Regions from separate parts of the Mus musculus genome. Here regions 2 and 3 are each linked to region 1. The links are chromatin contacts, called in public HiChIP or PLAC-seq and promoter capture Hi-C maps. All regions are on one chromosome and are shown on one strand. The core of a region is the stretch at or near the end of the contact, and the rest is flanking DNA. Distances in the headings are between cores, read along the strand shown. Region 1 holds the start of Samm50 (SAMM50 sorting and assembly machinery component). Region 2 holds the start of D130051D11Rik (a long non-coding RNA gene). Region 3 holds the start of Shisa8 (shisa family member 8).

Region 1 (2,700 bases), core at 121-2,620:
TTGCGTTAGGATAGGAACATAGCAATTATTCATGAATCCCTGCATGGTGTCAGGCTCAGATTCACGGGAACATGGGCCCCATCTTTGCAGATGCTTAACGAGAAAAAGGTCAGGAGTGTCCCGGAAGGAGGGGATGGAAAAGGAAGCTAGGCTTCAGTGGTCAAGTGCAGTGGTGTCAGGTTGACTGCAGGTCAGAGGACAGGAACCCCACTCTATCTTTAGTAAACTGCAGTTCAGAGCTACCAGTGGCTTTTATTACATTATTCTTTTGAGGCACAGTAACTGTTTCTGCTACCAAAACACAAACGCACAGCTGTCTTTTTTGTTTATGTAACCGTCCTCACCTGAACACTCAAGAGAGCTCCATTCATCTTTTAAAAAATATGAATCTGGGGCTGGTGAGATGGCTGAACGGTTAAGCGTGTCAACTGCTCTTCCAAAGGTCCTGAGTTCAAATCCCAGCAACCACATGGTGGCTTACAACCATCCGTAACGAAATCTGATGCTCTCTTCTGGAGTGTCTGAAGACAGCTACAGTGTACTTACATATAATAAATAAATAAGTATTTTTTAAAAATATGAATGTGGGTGGTGGTGGTCCATGCACCTTTAATTCCAGCACTTGGAGGCCAGGGGCAGATGGAGCTCAGTGAGTTCGAGGCCAGCCTGGTCTACAGAGCAAGTTCCAGGACACTCGGGCCTACACAGGAAAAACCTTTAAATGAAATATAATGTCGCCAGGCAGTGGTGGCGCACGCCTTTAATCCTAGCACTTGGGAGACAGGCAGGCGGATTTCTGAGTTCGAGGCCAGCCTGGTCTACAGAGTGAGTTCCAGGACAGCCAGGGCTACACAGAGAAACCCTGTCTCATAAATAAGTAAATACATAAATTAAATGTCATACACATTTCTGAGGAGTCTGGGAAGGCGAAATTTATTCACTTCTGAGAGTCTGTTCGCTCCTAACACCATGTGGGTCTGCAGGATTGAACCAAGCTGTCAGGCTTGGAGGCAAGTATCTTTACATACCGAACTCTCTTTAAAGACGCCTCCACCCCATCCTCAGCCCAGACCCTTTTTACTGGACCCGTCGGTTCCCGGAGCACACACTCTGTCTTCCTTGCGCCCTTCTGCTCACACCTTAGAAGTGGAACTGAGGCTCCAAGGACTAGACCGGGGTAAGCCCCCATACAACGAGGAGCTCAGCTCCGTTGCCTTTTCACGGGACCAGCTCTGCCCATAACCGCAGCTTTCTGGGCGTCACTGAACGCTCCACGCTTGCACTGGGCTTCCTGGCGTTCTTGTGAACATCCGGGTCACTCTCTCATACGGACCAATGAGCGGAGGGTCTTGAGTCAGGGGGCGGACCCTAGGTGGTACAACATGGCGGCGCTCGGCACGCAGCTTCCGTGACCTGTAGCCGAGCCTCTTGTGTTTGTAGCTGAGTTTGGTTGGGCGCGGGCACCGCCTTGGGGCAGCAGCCGGAGAGGGAGCCATGGGGACAGTGCACGCCCGGGTGAGAGGCCCCCGCGGCGGCTGGGCGGGACACGCGCGCCTGGGGCAAGGGCGGCAGCGAGGGTGTGGGAGCTGCTTTGGGCCGGAGGCTGTCTGTCGCGGTCGGGAGGGCAGTGGTGACTTGCCCAAGGTCATTCAGCGGAATTTCCCCAGGTGACCTTACAGCACCAAGGCTTGGAAGAAGGGTTTGTCAGAAGACAAGACACAACAAGTTATTTTGCAGCCTTGTTTTACAGTTTCCAGTTACTATTATGTGCACCAGTGTGTGCGCGCGCGCGCGTGTGTGTGTGTGTGTGTGTGTGTGTGCGCGCGCACTTTGTGTGCATAGCCCGTGGAGGCCAGAAGGGGGCAATTGATCCCCTGAAACTGTAGTTCCAGAGAGTTGTGAGCCTCCTTATAGGTGTCAGGAACCACTCTGGTCCTCTGCAAGAGCAGTACCTGCTGAACCCATCGCTCCAACCCAGCACTATTGCTTAAAAAGGGGTGTGTGTGTGTGTGTGTGTGTGTGTGCATGCATGTGGAGGTCAGAAGACAACAGCTGGAGTCAGTTTTCTCCTACTTTGTGGTGTGGAAACTGGGGAATGGAACTCTGGTGATTAGGCCCTAAGGGGCGAGTGCCTGTGCCTGCCGATCTGTCCTCACTTTTGAGTTGGCTTTCATTGAGTTGGCAACCTGGAATTGGGCAGAATGAGCTCCCTCCCCATAAATGGGCAGAGCAAACTATAGAAGACCCTTGTGCTGTCTCAGCATCTCCTCCATCCCTATTTCTGACTTTGGCTTTGTAGCCCAGGCTAGCCTCATATTAGTAGTCTTGTCTAAGCTTCTGACGAGCATGTGTCAGTATCTCGGGCAAGCACTCACTGAGCTATATCCATAGATCTCTTCAACTATTTTCCTTCACTAGGCTGTCAGGGCCAGCCTGGAGCTCAGTCTGTAGTCCAGGCTGGCCTTGAATTTGGAATCCTTCATACCTTTGAGTAGCTGGGCTTATAGATCCAGTAGCTAGGCATGGCACTACACACCCTTAATCTCAGCACCCAGGAGGCAGATACAGTGAATTTGTTGTGAGTTCAAGTCCAGCCCTGTCTATGCAGTGAATTTTAGGCCAGCGAGAGCTATATAGTGAGGCCCTGTCTAAAAACAAAACAAAACAAACACTACGTAGTGAGAGAATCCCCATTGGTAA
Region 2 (2,700 bases), core at 117-2,616, 1.4 Mb after region 1:
CTTTGCCTATAATTAAATTAGGGATTTCATTGTTGAGTTTTAGTTCTTTATGTAATCTGGACACTAGGTATCTATTTTTTGGCTACAAGTGATTTATCACTTGTTGAAACATTGTTACCTTTTAAATGTAGAAAACTCAAAAGAGGGCCGAGCTTGGTGGCTCAAGCCTTTAATCCCAGCACTCCGGAGGCAGAGGCAGGCAGATTTCTGAGTTCGAGGCCAGCCTGGTCTACAAAGTGAGTTCCAGGACAGTCAGGGCTATATAGAGAAACCCTGTCTCGAAAAAACAAACAACAAAAACAAACAAAAAACAATAACAAAAACAAAAGAGAGAAAGAAAGAAAGAAAGGAAAACTCAAAAGAGATGGAAACAAGACGGCCTATGAGAGTTAAATAACAAAGGGGTTTCCCATCTAGGGCTGTGTGGGGCCACAAATAGGGCTATGGTCAGACCCTCACAGCAACACCAGCCACAAAAAGACAAAGGGCAAGGTAGTACTGTATAGTATTGTCCCTATTTCTGTTTCAAATATACATAGAATTATAAAAATAGAAACGTCAAAATGTTAACACTAGTGATCTTAAATAATCAGAGTGTTTATTTGTTTTTGTTGTTGTTTTTTGTGTTGTTGTTGTTGGTGTTTTTGAGATATAGCCCTGACTGTCCTGGAACTTGCTCTGTAGTCCAGGCTGGTCTCAAGAGCAGAGATTCACCTGCCTCTACCTCCCAAGTGCTGGGATTAAAGGAGTGTGCCACTACCTGGCATATTGATCAGGTTTTTAAAAATTCTTGTCAACTTTCTAAATTTTCTCCAGTAACGTATGATTTTTGAGTTGGAAAATTATAAAGTTTTTGTTTGTTTGTTTGTTTGATACTAGAATGGAAGCCAAGGTCTCCTGTCTGCTAGGAAAGGACTCTACCAACTGAGGTACACCCTTAGATCAAGAACTGGGTATTTTTAAGGTATTCTCAAGTGTTACTGCAATTTTGCAAGACTCTTTACATCACGTACACAGCCTCAAAAAAGGAAAAATCTCACGAGGAGCTTGAGGGTTACCCGTTTTCTTCCTCCTTGCCAAGATTTACAAACTCCAAGGGCAGGAAAGCTTTCAGAACAGAAAAGTCTGACTAAAACGAAAATCTGATTCAAGTGAAATGCAGCCCTAAGGTTCACAGTGACAGGCTGAGAGCCCGCCCTGAGTCTGCGCAAACTCATTTAGGCCGCGCGCAGAGGCTCCGCCTCCCGCCTGCCCGCACTAAGGTTGGGCGTGCCCGGCGCCAGGTCCCGCCCACATACCTAGGCCCCGCCCCACACGCAGGCCTCGCCCCGGAGCCGCAGCCTGCTAGGCCGTAAATTTGCATTCAGAGCTGGCCGACCCAGGGCCCGCCCACTCTGTGCTTCACTCCGCCCGCACCGCCCGCGACCCCGGAAGTCGGAGATGGTGGCCCAGTGGCTCCACCTCCAGCTGGGCAAGGCTCCGCCTCTAGACAGGGCCCCGCCTCTCAGCTGCGAACCGCGGCCTCCAAGTATGCCGCACCCTGGACTTCATTTCCGGCGCAGGCTACTTAGAAGTCACGCCCCCAGACTCGAGAGGCCCCGCCCTACGTCTACCGCGAGTCTGCTTCCGGGGTGGAGCGTGAGAGTTGTGTGTTATTTTAAGGGCTGTGGGCGCCGTGGGCGCACTTCTGCCTTTTCTGCTCCCTCTGTACCCCCTCAAGGTGTGAGCGTGGAGCTTTCTAGGTCCCTAGAGGGGGCAGGCCACGGCACCGTCTTGGCGGCGGAGTCCTGGCACCGGGAACCCGAGGCCCCTCCTACTTTAGACTGTAGCCTCCCTCTGTACCAGGAGCGACGTGGCCCTGCCGGGTGCTCAGCCCTATCCAAGAAATGCAGAGCCCAGGCTAGCCCCGCAGTGTGAACGCCCCTTTTGGAGGTCTGCAGGCCCAGAGACGAGAGCGCCTATTTGTTGACAGCCACTTTTCAGGAAGGCCCGCACATGCTTCTGATGTGCTGTCGCAGGGCTCCTAGCCACTGTGGCCAGCACTGTCCCTCCACAGAGAGACAAGTCCTTCCACACCCTGGTTCTGATTCTCTGGTTTAATCTGTTCTGCTCAGCTGGAGCACATAGTTCCTTTCCGTGGTCACCTCTCGTCGCCAGCACTGCCCCGTTCATCATTCTTTATTCCTAGCCAGAAGACTTTAAGCATCCTGGAGGTGCCTGATGTCCCCACCCCAACTTGTTCACCGAGACCATCAAATAAAGGTTCTTTAACCTTTAATAATGGCTCATACAGAGGACCCACTGTGGCTTAAAACATCATGGGGTTGCTTAATCTACTAAATGTCCTGGCTTATCAACTCAGCACACTGGAGCATGTGGTTTCCCCTGGTGATGGCCAGCGTTGAGAAAGGGTGCTTATATCGCATTATCACCAGCATGGAAGAGATCAAACTCAAAATCCCAAGTAGTGTTTCTGCTGATGCCTGTCGCTTCTGCACCATTACAAGATCAACCCCCAAATGAAACATTGTAGATTGTGCATCATTTGTGCGCTGTCTTTCTTTGTACCGGAGTCAGGAGTGGGTTGCAGAAGATGGTCTCTATGATGCCTTTGAAGAACATGGAAAAGTAGGTGATTTCCAAGCATCTGGTTTGTTGGACCAAGCCTGCCAAGCCACTCTCAGGGACAGAATGTGTATG
Region 3 (2,700 bases), core at 150-2,649, 2.0 Mb before region 1:
GAATGAAGGTCAGGTTTGAGTCACACTGGGTTGGGGAAATGGATGGAGGTGGGAGGAGGGCGGGAGAGGGAGATGCAGCAAGGGAACCCGGCAAGCATCCTCTCCCTTCGCTAAGCCCACGACCACCTTAAAACTGCCCCAGTCCAGTGGCTTTCCTGACCATCGTCCGTGCCTCATTCCTTGGACAGCGACTTTTTGTCTTCCGCAGAGGAGGTTAGAGCCACAAGGAGGATCCAGAGCCCAGTACAGGCAGGGAAGGTCAAGGGGAGAGAGAGCTATCAGGTATCTATCTCCCTCTGTGAAGCAGAGACGGGGGAGAGAGGTCCAAAAGAACAAAACAAAACAAAAAGAGAAAGGGACTGCGGAGAGGCCAAAGATTTAGAGGGTCCAGAAGGATGCAGTTGCAGTGAAATTTGGAGCCAGCTAGGGACAGTGAAGACAGGACGGGCGGGCAGGCAAGCGGGCGCACTCACCTGGTCACCGTGCGCCGAGCGCGGGGGCTGTGCGCTCTCTCCAGGCCCAGGCGCGCCCCGATGCCGACCAGCACGAGTAGAGCGGCGACACCGCACACCGCGTAGACCGCAGTGTGGCTGCGCTCCCGGGCCGGGTCGCGCGGGGCGGCGGTGTCACGGGCGCGGGCGGGCGGCCGGCCAGTCTGCACCCAGGCCGGTGTGTCGTAGTTGGAGCAGCGGCTCTGGTCCAGGCGGCGCGGGCCGTCGTGGCAACAGAAGCGGTAGCCGCACGTGCCGCAGCAGAAGCTGTAGACGCCCGAGCTGCAGTTGAAGGGCGGGTCCCACTGGCCCATCACGTCGTAATAGCCGCGGCAGCGGTCGCCTCCCGCCGGTGCCACGGTACCGGACCCTGCGATCTCCTGCTCCTCGGGAGCCCCCGCGCGGCCCGACGGCGACCCTGCCAGCAGCAGCGCCAGTCGGAGTGCGAGCGGGAGCCCATGCGAGCGCCGGCCACAGCGCTGTCCCCGCGCCCCAGCGCGCTCCATGCAGCCCGCTCCTTCTGCTATTGCGCCCGGCGCATGGCTCGGCGCGTGGCCGCTCTGCCAGGCTCCCCCAGCCCTCCGGGACCGGTCGCTCGGTCGCCCAGCTGCCCGCGCAGTCTCCCCGCCGACGCCTCCTGGTGCGTCTGCGGTTCCAGACACAAGTGAGCTCGGTGTAGAGTACGCGGGGCTGGATCTCCGGTGGGCGCGTTTTCCTCCGGGGCTCACCTCGGACTGCGCACGGTGGAGGCGGGCGGCGAGTGCTCGCCTGCACAGTCCCCAGCTCCCTCTGACCCGGGAGGGCGTGCGGGGCCTGGGTCTTTTGGAGACTGCGCCGGGCGGCGGGTCGCCGGACACCTCTGTCTTCCCGCCGCCCGCTCCGCGGTGCCCGCGCTCTGGCTCCGGCTCCGGCTCCGGCGCGGGCTCGGCGCGGGCTCGGGCGGGCGGGAGGGAGCGAGGGGAGGAGGGCGGGAGGGAGGCAGAACCGGGGGAGGAGCGCGGCCGCTGCGCCGGGAGGGAGGGGTTCTGTAAGGTCAGTGCAGCAAGCGCGCCCGACCAGGGACCCTCTCCAAGACCTCCCTCAAACTGTTGTCGGAATTGGGCCCTCGAGGGGGCTCAGCTTAAGATCTGGGGATTCGGATCTTGGCAACCTTGGATGAGCGATTCCCTGCTTTTTTAAGTAAGGGGACAGAGGCATAGAGATCAAAGCAGCCTGGAATTCACTGGGAAGGGACTCACAAACACACACACACACACACACACACACACACACACACACACACACACACGCCCCAATGTTCCATTCCTGTGTCTGGTCCTGACATGAATGAGGAAGGCACAATAAGGACCCCCAACACAAAAATGGCAGAATCAAGCTTTGATCAACCCCTCTCTGGTCTGCCCCAGAGCATGTGCCCTGATTCTAAAACCTGGACATTTGGCTGGGGTCCTAGGATGTCCCAGTTCTGGAAACAGTCTGGCCAGAGCCCTCAAGTGGTCGGCTCCCCTCCGCGGCCTCTGCTATAGAAGGCTGAGCAGGTCCTGGGGACCAGGCCAGTTGTACTCCCCTGTCTGTCCTCAACTCTCACTCCCTGGGACTCCCAGGTCCTTTCACAAGCTTAGGGAAAGAATGAGGAGGCATGGCTCAATGCCCCATTCCACCACTCCCCCGCTGAGCTGCTAAGGAGAATATGACCCTGATGCCAGTCATTGCCTCTCCCTGCCTCAGTTGCTATGGTTAAGGTCAAAAGGTCTTCTTGGAGCCAGGCAGTGGTGGCACTCACCTTTAATCCCAGCACTTGGGAGGCAGAGGCAGATGGATTTCTGAGTTCGAGGCCAGCCTGGTCTACAAAGTGAGTTCCAGGACAGCCAAGGCTATACAGAGAAACCCTGTCTCGAGAAAAAAAAAAAAAACAAAAAAACAAAAAAAAAAAAAAAACCAACAACAACAAAAAGGTCTTCTTGGTGCCAGCAATGGCATAGCAGTACTGAAGGCTTGCGGAGAGGTTGAAGAAGGAGGACCACTTGGGCTCACAACTTTGACCAGCCAGGGCAATGTGCTGAGACCCTGTCTCAAAAAGCAAACAGAACAAAATAGTGTCCTTTCACACACTAAGGACAAAGCAGGGGGATTCCTTGAGGCAAAATTAATCTAAATCAGAGGTCCTCAACCTTCCTGATGCTGCAACCCTGTGACATAGTTCCTCATG

The links. Promoter capture Hi-C pulls out the DNA fragments that hold promoters and counts their contacts. HiChIP or PLAC-seq counts read pairs in DNA pulled down with a chosen protein or histone mark.
Region 2: a promoter capture Hi-C map of liver shows a contact between it and region 1, with 6 times the contacts expected there. The contact joins the promoter of D130051D11Rik here to the promoter of Samm50 in region 1. A contact is called at or near these places in 2 of 39 promoter capture datasets (liver and pre-B cells) and 1 of 115 datasets of contacts at active chromatin or transcription factors (pancreatic cancer cells).
Region 3: a contact with region 1 is called in an HNF4G HiChIP or PLAC-seq map of pancreatic cancer cells. The contact joins the promoter of Shisa8 here to the promoter of Samm50 in region 1.

What each region holds. Positions count from the first base shown.
Region 1 is chr15:84,190,870-84,193,569 of GRCm38.p6, forward strand. Samm50 (SAMM50 sorting and assembly machinery component) reads left to right here and starts at 1,371. Exons shown (of 15, transcript NM_178614.5): 1 at 1,371-1,515. The coding sequence starts at 1,495.
Region 2 is chr15:85,633,230-85,635,929 of GRCm38.p6, forward strand. D130051D11Rik (a long non-coding RNA gene) reads left to right here and starts at 1,367. Exons shown (of 2, transcript XR_003951642.1): 1 at 1,367-2,700.
Region 3 is chr15:82,211,416-82,214,115 of GRCm38.p6, forward strand. Shisa8 (shisa family member 8) reads right to left here and starts at 1,400. Exons shown (of 4, transcript NM_001207021.1): 1 at 474-1,400. The coding sequence starts at 997.